2 separate regions of the Sus scrofa genome follow, and region 1 is linked to region 2. Evidence: chromatin contacts called from public Hi-C data. All regions are on one chromosome and are shown on one strand. Each heading gives the region's core, a stretch centred on a gene start, on an enhancer-like site or on the middle of the called end of the contact. The rest is flanking DNA. Distances are from core to core; before and after follow the strand shown. Region 1 has its middle 30 kb from the start of MYL10. Region 2 overlaps COL26A1 (collagen alpha-1(XXVI) chain).

Region 1 (5,857 bases), core at 3,227-5,726, 71 kb after region 2:
CTCCTACTTGGTTACTGCAGGACCAGGAGAAACTCCTTAACCTTTCTGAACCTCATTCACCTCCCAGCAAAGACCCAAAGAGTCAAGATCATCTCAGAAATCTTGATGTAGGGCCTGTTGTTCTTCCAACTGTGCCCTGGAAAGAAACGACTATTTTGATGGCAGTGGCGCTGATTCTTGTCACTGGCGCAGGGCCTTCCCTGATATAATTTAGGAGGTCTGGCCTCGGGAGCGCGCCCCCGGGCAGAGCTGCCATCTCCCCTGTCGGCCCTGGGATGGATAGGCCCCGAGCCCGGCGGACGGGGCTGTCCAAGCCGCCACCTCCAAACTCGCTCTGGGCTGTCGCGCTCTCCCGCACGCCGCGCTAAAAAACGACTCCGAAGAAAAGTAAGCAGACACTCCAGGCCATAAATATTTCAGAGCGGAATGAACGTCCTTCCCCCGGCACCGACTTGCCATAGATATTATTTATAAAACCATAACTTGAGTTGAAAGGTAGGCCTCGCAAGAAGAGACCGTCTCACCCGGATTCACTCGGTGCCTGGAAAAACCATCGCGAAGGACAGAAATGGTGTCTGGGCTGGAGGATGTCACTGCGGGGGTGGGGGGGCACCTAGCCCCGCCCCCTGGCCTCAAGCCCCGCCCAGAGGGAGTCCCGGCCGGAGGCGCAGGACCCGCGCCTCTGGGAGAAGCGCTGGACACCAGCAAGCTGCTGGGTTCACACAGCCCAGGGCCTCCCTGGGTTTTCGGGACGTCTCTATTAAATGACAAACAAGTTATGCAAATCTGTCATCCGTGTTTATAATAAGGAACGGAGCTCCTTGTGAGAAGAGAGGCTGGGAAGGGCGGCCAAAGGCTGTCAGGGGAGCAGAAAGAGCCCTGGACCAGGAATGGGGAGACCCCGCTTCTCATTCTGGCGCTGCTTTTTCATGGTGTGACATCTGGCAGGTCACCGTGCCTTCCTAGACTCGATTTTCTCATCTACGAAATGGGGGGGGGGGCTCTCGGGGGTTCTCAGTCCATCAGACCCAGCATCCCTGTCCTGCAGCAAGTGCTTGGTAACCTCTCTTTTTCTCTCTAGAAATAGAGACCATCAATAATATAACCTACCCACACCTGTAATTTGAAAAATCAACATAGTAAAGCCTTAACCCGGCGACAGGTATCGGTTCATATGTTCCCCGCAAATGTGCCATTTCCAAAAGCGAGCTGACCCCGTGCCACTCAACTACCGTGAGCAACCTTGCATTTGGGGACACGGTTGTCTGACTGAATAGTCTTGGTAAGATCCTGTAACAAAAAACAGGCCTGTCTCTCTCAATTTTGACTGTAGTAGCCTGTCTGGGAGAATCTATGTAGGTTAAAACCATGCCAAAAAAAAAAAAAAAAGTACTGTGTTAGTATGTGAAACAGTGTTCAGGTCTTAGCTCAGATCATTTTACTTTTTTTTTTTTTTTAGGGCCGCTCCCATGGCATATGGAGGTTCCCAGGCTAAGGGTCCAATCGGAGCTAGAGCTGCCGGCCTACACCCCAGCTCACAGCAACGCCGGATCCTTAACCCATTGCAGCTCAGAGCATTTTTAACAGGTTTTTCACCATATAGGAAGGTCTCTGGCGGGACAGGTGCAATTTCTGTGGGATGCAGTAACCACCCTTCAAGGAGCAGGGCCATCAGGCACATTGCAGAGCCCCTGGGGGGCCCTGCCCGCCAAGAGCCAGCCCCTCCCACCCCGCATCTCGGTGACCAATAAACGTCCCCTATGCACGTCCAAAATGCCCCCGGGATGGAGTGAGCCCACGGAGAGCCACAGGACTAGCTGTTCCCAGGACCTTTCCACGTTGCTCTGAGCATCTGATGCCTCCCACGAATGGCTCAACGACAACACCAACCTTCAGGCCGGGCTGGCCACGCGGTGACCACTTCAATTCCTGCCCTGTCTGTCACACTTTGGTGGCAGCAGTAAGCAGACTTTCTAGATACACCCCCCCCCCCGCCCACTGCTTAAATGGAGGCTGGAACCCGGGTATGCGGAAGACATGTCTCATCCTTCCCCTCCCCCACTCTGCCCACTTGGGGAATCCAGTGTCTGATGGGCACCCTGGAAGCGGGGGCTCCCAGCCAACCAAACAGCAGTGCCATGAGTATCCCAGAGGAGGTGAGGGGGCCGAGCCTGGCTCCCAGGACTGTGAACACCCACAGCGCCCGCCCCACGCCACATCCCAACTGCCAGCATCCAGCCAAGGGGAAAGAGCCGAAAGGGGACAGCTGCCACAAAGGCGTGACAAAGAGAGCGTGGGTTTTGCCCAGAGCACCCTGGCAATGGTGAGGGCTTGTTGCTTGACTGAATATATACATATGTGAATTTTTAACTCTGTCTTGCGCTCCAGCTGGGGAGCAATGCGAAGGTCAGAAACGAGCTGTAATGAAGCGTAAGAGTCAAGACATCCCCAGAAGGTCTAGGAAGCTCCTGGGTCCTTCCTCTGAATAAATATCCTCCCTACACCCGCCCCCTCAACCACCACATCCCACCACCAGCCCTCGGCTGCCCACCCTCCTCCAGACAGGCCCTGACACACAGAGCCCTGAAGGCGCTGTGGTTCAGACCCAAGAAAGGCTCCCGTTACAACGGCCTGCGATGGCTGCTGAGCTGGTTGGGGTTTAATTTTTCTTTTCGATGCTCGCTATAGGAAATTTAGAAAACAGAAAAAAGCATGAAGACAGAAATAAACACCACAGGTAATTCCATGACCCAGAGGCAGCTCCAGTTAATGTTTGCGGGGTGTGTGTATGTGTGCACGTGTGCACATATCTATACATACAGGCATAGGTATGTATACGCACATGTGCACACACACACGTATGCACACATATATAGACATATGCTCTAGGATAGTGAGAATGAACTTGAATCAAAACGTCCCTGCTTTTGCTCCCATCTAAGGAGTGGGAGTCCCAGTTCCCAGCTGGAATGAGATGGTCCCCCAGGGCGGCTCCCTGGACAATGAGATCGGTGAGTCACCGTGGAGCTGAGGGCCTCCCGGTGGAAGGAAGAGCCCTCAGGAGACCCAGAAGGTACTCTTGGCATCAGCCCCGCTGCTCCGGGGCTGCACCATACTTGGGGGCTGATGAAGATCAGGATCCCCGGCAGCTACATCCTGGGGGCACCCTGCTCAGAGTGGTCACACACACCCCCTGCCCCCACGCTGTCCCCAGCCAGAGAGGCTGCCCTGCGTCTCCTGCCCTCTGCTGGCAGTCAGCAAACATTCGGGGACGTGAATGTTCCATCAGAGAAGGTCCGGGTCCCTGGGAGCTACTTTGCAGCAGCTGCCTGGCCTGTGCCAGGAACCAAGGGGGTCCCCAGTCTCTGAGGTTCGTGCCCAGCCCTTGGCTCACAGCTGCTGTAGGGAGACAGACGCACCTTGTGAAGCCAAGGGGTGACAGTGCAGAGCAACATGCCACCATGGGGCAGCCTTGCTGTCACCCTGCTCCTCCACTCACCAGCTGCCCTCTAAGCCTCAGTTTGTTCAGCTTTAAAATGGGTACAAAGACAAAACCACGTTCTAACTTTATTGGGAGACAGAACATATAAACCGCTCCATAAACAATCACCTTATAATTCTTATAGCCAGAGTGCCCCTAGACCTTTCCAGCTGCTTTCTTGTAATAAGTCTTATTTCTCTGACTCTCACTCCCCCTGTTAAGGTAGGACTCCCTCCCCAAACTTTCCGCAGCAGCTGGAAGTGCTCTGGGGTATTGCATGGGAGCTCGCGGCTTTCTCTGCTACCACGTACTTTCTCCCTCCTGGCCAAGGCCACCTGCCTGCACAGGAGCCCCTCCCTCTCTGCTTTCCAGAGCACCCCATCTGTGGTCCCCATGCTGAGCTGTGTCCCTCTGTCACCTAGGCTCTGGCCAGAGGGTCTGAGAGCTAGCGCCTCTGTTCTTGCTGGCAGCCACCTCTGCATGGACCAACCCCAGGCCAGGGACCAGGCTGGTTTCCACTTCCTCTTCACCCCCTGCTCAGACCAATGGCTCTGGGTGGGTGGCCTGTCCCACCCTACATTCAGCCCATGTATACTGGGACTTTCTCCATGGCCACAGGACACAAATCTGCCACCCAAGATCAGCATGTCATGGAGTTCCTATTGTGGCTCAGCGGGTGAAGAACCCAACTAGTATCCATGAGGATGCAGGTTTAATCCCTGGCCTCACTCAGTGGGTTAAGGATCCAGCATTGCCATGAGCTCGTATAGGTCGCAGACACAGCTCAGATCCCACATTGCTGTGGCTGTGGTGGAGGCTGGCAGCTACAGCTCCGATTCGACCTCTAGCCTGGGAACCTCCATATGCTGTGGGTGTGGCCCTAAAAAACATAAATAAATAAAAGACCAGCATGTCACGGTGCAGAGCAGTGGGATATGGGGGTGGGGTGGCACATGGGCTGGGAACAGTCTGGAAGGCTTCTCAGAGAAGGCCAAAGCTGAGCTCATAAAGGCTGAGCCATGATGGGGCCTGCTGCCAAGAGAGGGGTCACCTCCCAGGAGAGGAAGGATGGGCATCCAGGCCCCAGCCAGAGACAGACGTCACCCGGCCAGCTGGGAGCCCACAGGGGCACAGAGTCCCCGGGGAGACCCACCTCCAGCCTGTGAAGCATCGGGCCCTCTCAGGCTCTTTAAGATCCAGTACCTTCTTCCTCCCCCAACATTTCAGGGGAAGACGAGCCCATGGCCCCACTGAAACGTAAGGGAGCAGGGCCTGGCATCACCGTGTCACTTCCCAGAGGGTCAAGACGCCTCACCTGGGTTGCCGATACCTGCCTGGGAGTGGATGTGAGAAGGAAGGGTTGGGGGGGACCTGGAGAGCCCTAGAACCGCACGTTGCACCCATGTGCATAACTGCGGGCATCCCTCACGCAGAGGCAGGCCTGGTGGAATCTTCCAGACCCAGGGCATCTGTCCGTGGGACAGCACATGTCGGGAGGCCTGCTCAGAACCTCTCCCACTTGCTCACAGCAGGGCTACTATGTTCCAGTTGGCGGGAAACGTGCTGTGCGGACACAGGCTTCCTCCCCTGTGTCTTTCCACCCCCAGGTCCCAGCAGGACCCGGGGCCACATCAAGGACAGTGGCTCCAGTCCCCAGCTTCAGCCGGGACCCCCCCCTTCCCTCAACGTCTGTCCCCAGCAGGCCCTCTCTGAGCAGCAGCCTCAGCCTCCGGCCACACCCATCACCTCCCCATCTGTACACCACCCCCCCCAAATTAGAGAAATAGAAATAAAAAACTGGACGAGTTAATTTGCTAAACTGGAGCCGAGCGCAATAACTGATTACGTTTTTCCCCAAAGGAAACTCAAGTTAATTTGGCGGGTGACTCATATGCCAGGCTGCCAGTTACAACACACCACCCCAGACACAACTCTTCGCTGGCCCAGCTGGCGGCTGCCCTCCCCGCGCGCTGCCGGGCCCCAGTTTCCCCCGGAGACGGGGGGGGGGGGGCAGAGTGCCCCCCAGAGAGAGATGTTTGCGCACCACCGAAAGGGTGGGGCCCATGTCCATATGGAAGCATACGTGTGTACATCACACCAGGCACAGCCAAGTAGACAAGCGCACACACACACACACACACACACACACACACACACACACACACACGCTCCAGATGCCACAATAAACTGCCATGGGCCACTAAGAAAACCTCCAGCGATAACCTCTGCATACCAATACTGGGGAAAATCCAATTAAAGTAACTCATTTTGAAGTCAGTCCTAGTTTCCCAGCATCTTAAAGCTCCTGGAGCGAAAAGAGCATAGGCAGGATGAGAACCCTGCTGAGCTCCGGGCGGAAATTCTGGGCCCCAGATG
Region 2 (5,434 bases), core at 1,679-4,178:
AGAGCTGATGGTGGACAGCGGGCTTCTCTGGCCCCAGAGGACCATCTGTGACTCTGCTTGCAGGTCCCCCTGGACCACATGGTCCCCCTGGACCCCCAGGCACACCTGGATCCCAGGTAAGGGCTTTCCCATTTCTGGCGGGAGAGGGGGCATTTTCTCCCCAGGGAGAGAGGAGCAGGGCTTCTAACCAGCACAGCTGCTCAGGAGGACCCAGCTCGCCTGGCCAGTCCCCACATGGGCCCAGCAAGCGCAGGATCTGGCCTTGTTAGCAGCAGCGGCCCTTTGCTGCCCACTCTGCCTGTGCTGGGAGGTGTTAACGTCGCTCCCATTTCATAGAGCAGCCAACTGAGACCCAGATGCCGCCACCAGAGGATCACGGAATGTCCATCCTGGCCCCTCGCCCCTCTCCAGTGAGAATCACCTGTGAGGGGTCACTCTGAAGCCTGACACATGGCCCTGAACCCCAGCTTGCTCTGCCCCCCAGCTGTGTGACCCGGGCAGAAAGAGCCTCTCTGGGCTCCAGCTCCCTTGGTTGCTGAGACAGGGAGTACAGCTTCTCCCTCGTGGATTGTCACAGGGAGTGAAAGAGAGTAAGGCGCAGGTGGAAGTGCCTCGTGCTGCAGGAGCCCGGGGGCCTGAGGGGAAGAGTCGCGCAGAGGAGGGGGAATGGGGCCTGAATGCAGAGGCAGAAAGGGTGGCGTTTGGGGCTGTCCTACCACATGGAGCTTCCTGCGGCCCCTGCTCTGAGGGCTCCGCAGTCCCTAGAGCTCGGGTGAAGTGGGGTGGCTGAGAAGTGCCCCCTCACCCTGCCAGGGAGGTGGATCTGGTGGCCCTGTGAGTCCCCTTAGTCATTTAACACACATTCCCAAGCACAAGGTGGGCGCCAGCCACGCCGCGGGCCAGCTCACTAGAGACGATGTTCTAGGCGTCAGAGAACCCGTGTCCTACGGCTCCGGATCTGCTCTCTGCTGTTTTCCCCCCAGGAGGGTGCGGCATGGAGGAGAAGGGCTGGGGGGGGTGCCCTGGGCATGACCGGGCCAGGCCCCATGCAGCGTAGGGCAGAGGGAGGGTGGACGTGGCACAGACCAGGCTGGTGGGCAGGGCCCGGGCTGGGCAGAGGCCACAGAGGGTGCAAAAGGCCCTCGGGCCTGATCTGCTCCTGAGTCCGGTGGGGCGGGCAGGTAAGCAGGAGCCTGAGTTCCCCAAGAGCACCCTCTGGCTCCTTGGACCCCTGGCCACTGGGCCTGGAGAGAGAGGGTGGGGGCAGGCGAGAGAGAATGACAGTGACAGAGACCCTGTCTCTGGTGCACTGCTGGTCTCCCTGCTCTGTGGGGTGAGGGCTGCAGAGGCCCCGGGAACTGGGGGAGGTTGGCAGGAGGAGACTGGCCGAGCTCCACACGCCCGGAGCTCTGTGCCAGCAACGCGACCTCTCCTGGCTCCCCGGGTCTGCCAGTTTCCAGCGGGGTGACCCTGAGCAAGTCACTGATCCCCTGGGCCTCCGTTTCCCCATCTATGAAATTAGAATAAAAGTCCCATCCGGGCAGGTTTGTTGTGAGAAATAATGGGGAAAGTAGATGGAAAATGCCAGGTCCCGAGGAGACCCTTAATAAATGCCCTTCACTAACCAACTATGTCCTGGGGTCTCACTTGCGTCAGACACTGTGCTGGGCACGAGAACAAAGTCAGGATCCCTGCCCCCTGGTAGCTGCCAGTCTAACAGGGGAGGCACAGGTGATAGAGTAGCTGGGAAGGCATCTAAGGTGACAGGAGGGGGGTGACTGACAGGCGGAGGTGAGACTTCAGCTGAGACCCAGGGAACCAGAAGGAGCAGCCATGCGAAGATGTGAGGAGCATGCCAGGTAGAGGGTCGAGCAAGTGCAAAGGCCCTGAGGCAGGGAAACGCCCAGCACACACGGAGCAGAGAGCGTGGGGTGAGGTGAGGTGGGGAAGCAGGCTGATGTGTGGGTTGGAGTCACAGTGGAGAGGGGGCCAGGCACGTTTCAGGACCGGAGAGTCCGTGACCTGATTTACAGCTTGCGGAGGCCCCGCTGCTGCAGGAGGTGGGGAGGGTGGGGGAGGGGGGAGTGGAGCAGGGAGACCAGCAGTGCGGAGGAAATGACAGAGGGGACGGACACCTTTAGAAAGTGGACCTGACAGGTCTGGCTGATGGGCTAGGTCTGGGGGTGGGGGACGGAAAGCGAAGGTTACTCCGAGGTGTGCGGGAGCAGCTGCAGAGCCACGGAGCCATTTCTGAGAAGAGAGACTTCCGGGTGGGGCGGCGGGTCTGGGGTGGTGGGGGGAGTTCTGCTTTGGAGAGGTCGAATGAGGGCACCTCAGGTAGGGGTGCTGGAGCAGTCAGGTGGGGGTGCTGGAGGATGGCTGGACCCACGGGTCTAGGGATCCCAGAAGCCTTCCGTCTGGGCCCAGCACTGACTGGGGGGGGGGTCTATGCATGGAACCCTCTGATCCCTGTTGTTGTCACTCATTCTCTCCACGAGCTGGGGGTTGGGTGCTTTGCCCTCTGGTCCCTTCTCTGAGTGGTAACCAGGCTCGGCATTGCCCCATTTCATAGAAAAGAAGATGGAAGCTCAGCCGAGGCCCAGGGTCACACACCGGCCAGTGGAGGGGGCTCCAGGACGGGGAGGCCCCCAGCCGTGGCCCTTCCATTTCCTCTGTGCCATCCTCCTCCCATCCTAGTTTTCATATTTCCGGATCCCAGTGCCAGGGGAGGGTCAGGGGAGGGCTGAGGGCTTGGCCAGGGCAGGCGAGGCCTAATGGCTCTGTTTGCTTTTTGGCAGGGCCTGGCTGCAGAGCACAGCGTGATGGGGCCGTCTGTAAGTGCGGGGCGCTGTGGAGGGGCCACCCCCAGGGCGATGGGCTCTGGGGCAGACCCAGGGCATCAGGTGGGTGGGCCTCCGCCCCGGGCAGCCTTGCTGAGCCCAGCCCCACAGCCCCCACAGGCGCGGCCTCACCCAGCCCAGCCTGGACCGGGCAGAGGGACAGAAACAGGCAGTCTGAGTGCTGTCCCAGCCGCCCAAGTTGAGAAGGGGTGACCTTGAGAGGCGGGAGCCCCCTCACTGGGTGTAAGAAGTCAGGCCTGAAGTGGCCTTCTGTTGGGGGGCTTGGGTCAGAGTCCTGAGGTCGCTTCTGCAGAGCCAGGCCCCTGGGCCCACGTGCTGTGTGACCTGCAGATCCTCGCCTTCTCTGAACATGTCTGTCTACAGACATAGACAGCGACCTCTAATGTCCCTTCTTGGAAATAAGAATTGCTGAGTGTCAGCCCTGGTCCCCAGGGCCAAGGAGGTGGGCGAGTCTCATGTCAGGGGCGTGGGGCTGGGGCAAAGGGGCGGATCTTTGCGGAGCGCCTTCTGCGTGGAGGTCCTCTTCATCCACAGTGTGTTTAAGCTTCACAGTGACCCCGGGAGATGGCGCTTTAGTCCTCCTATTTGCCAGAACAGGCTGCGAAGGCTCAGAGAGGTTAAGCAATTCGCCCCGGGTCACACAGCTAGACAACAGTAGAGCCAAGATTTAAACCCAGGAGTGTTAGCCTCCAAAGCCGTACTTTTCCCAAGCTTCTTAGCAATATGGACTTTTTAGATCCTCCTAATAGCTCTACAAAGCAGCCTGTTATTACTTCCATTTTTGAGATGAGACAACTGAGGCACAGAGAGGTAAAGTAACTTGCTCAAGGTCACACAGGAATAAGTGGCCACCTGGCTTTTTATTTTGAGACCAATATTACTGGCCCCTCCAGAGTCAGGAACTCAGAGTCCCGAGACGCAGAGGAAGGGCTGAGACATGAGCTCATGGGGTTCCAAGCCTCACTCCTTCCTCCCTAGAAACAGTATTAAGCCCCTAAAATCAATCCTATGCCGGGCTGTGCAGGGGTCCCTGCAGCCTTGGCCGTCCCCTGCTCTGCTAACCCCCAGGTCTGCGGGAGAAGCTGGGGAGGGTGGAGGGGTGTCCTGCCCCGCACCCATTGTGACTGCGTGACTTTCTTCCCAGGGGAGCCTGGCGGGAAGGCGGAAGAGGAGGACAAAGCCACCGCTGCGGAGGTAACTGCACTCGAGGCCCTTCCCAGTGCTTCCCTCCTGCCCCTGGGCTGAGTCTTAGCAGGAGAGCTGTACTGACACCATTGGTCCGAGCCTGGCACTGGCCATGGGATGAAGGGGGGGGTCCCAGCCCCGGGGGGGCGGGGACAGATGAGTCAGTCGTGACTGCATCTCAGTGTGAAGTTGGCTGCAAGGGGGTAGCACAGACGGTGACTGGCCAGGGCCTGAGAGGGCCCGAGGAACACAGACCTGCAGAACCGTTTAAAGGAGGCTTCAGGCTGTGGGGTTCTTTTCCAGGGACAAGACTCTCCCTTGACAGTGCGTGGCTTACAGTCGTGCCCAAGGCCACGGTGCTGTGAGGGATACGTGGGCAGGTGGCAAGCTGGCTGGCGGATGTGGGAGAGGCTGGGCACACACAGGAGCCAGGATAAGAGGGGGCGGGGCAGGGCCACCTCTGGAGCACAAGCTAGGCTGTGGGGACCCACGCCTTCTGGGAGGAGGAGCGGAGCCTGGGACCAGGGTGATGGATAAAGCGGGCGAAGGCCGTGGGGCCAGCAGGGGAGGCCGTGGAAGCTGAGAAGGAGCCCCCTGGGTGTGTCAGAGCTCAGCGGGCCGGCCAGCCCCTTAAGTGAGTGAGCTGGGGGAGGCTCTAAGCCGGGGAGGTGGGAGGTGGGCCACTAGGGGAGGCTGGGGGGATGAAGCTGGGGCCCAGGGATCTTCCAGGACTGGGAGCAGGGGGAAGAGGCTGGAACCAGGGCAGCCGTGGTGAGCACAGGCGGCAGTGGGAGGAAGATGTGGTGGCTGGGGTCATTTGCTGTGGGAGACCGAGAGGCACCCACGACGTCCCCAGCCCATTTCAGAAGAATGCATTCTGGGACTGGGGACACCCCCATCCCAGTTGCTACTCACAGCCAGGCATCTCCTGGCCTTTGATGGGAAGACCTCTCTCTTATAACTCAGTAGCATGTGCTTGGGTTTTCCTTCTTTCTTTTTTTTAATTTTTGTCTTTTTAGGCCCACACCTGCAGCATATGGAAGGGCCCAGGCTAGGGGTTGAATGGGAGTTGCAGCTGGCAGCCACAGCTACAGCAACTCGGGATCCAAGCCACGTCTGCAACCTGCACCACAGCTCACGACAAACGCCAGATCCTTAACCCACTGAGGGAGGCCAGGGATTGAACCAGTGTCCTCATGGATACTAGTCAGATTTGTTACTGCTGGGCCACAATGGGAGCTCCACTTTGGTTTTCTTTTAAGTTCAGCTAATCTAAATGTCGCAACAGAGCTGTCATGTTCTACCAGCAAAAGGTGCCTGTCGGCTGCTGACTCCAGGGCGGGGCCTTGTCTCTCTGCCACCACCTTTTTTTCAAAGTGGCCGTGTCA

Evidence for each region. A called contact is a pair of places that touch in the nucleus more often than the background predicts.
Region 1: a contact with region 2 is called in a Hi-C map of omental adipose tissue, with 1.7 times the contacts expected there. The contact joins two enhancer-like sites. A contact is called at or near these places in 3 of 47 Hi-C or Micro-C datasets (embryonic fibroblasts, heart right ventricle and omental adipose tissue).

Annotation. Positions count from the first base shown.
Region 1 is chr3:9,225,130-9,230,986 of Sscrofa11.1, forward strand. No RefSeq gene overlaps it. Among named protein-coding and RNA genes, the nearest start is that of MYL10, 30 kb to the left of the region's middle. Within about 2 kb of position 4,477, at least 6 of the 83 cell types and tissues checked have an H3K27ac peak or open chromatin away from gene starts, as enhancers often do. A contact at or near this core is called in omental adipose tissue, where this site is marked.
Region 2 is chr3:9,155,228-9,160,661 of Sscrofa11.1, forward strand. It overlaps COL26A1 (collagen alpha-1(XXVI) chain), which reads left to right. Exons shown (of 14, transcript XM_021086264.1): 10 at 64-116; 11 at 2,799-2,834; 12 at 4,005-4,055. Among named protein-coding and RNA genes, the nearest start is that of MYL10, 41 kb to the right of the region's middle. Within about 2 kb of position 2,929, at least 1 of the 83 cell types and tissues checked has an H3K27ac peak or open chromatin away from gene starts, as enhancers often do. A contact at or near this core is called in omental adipose tissue, where this site is marked.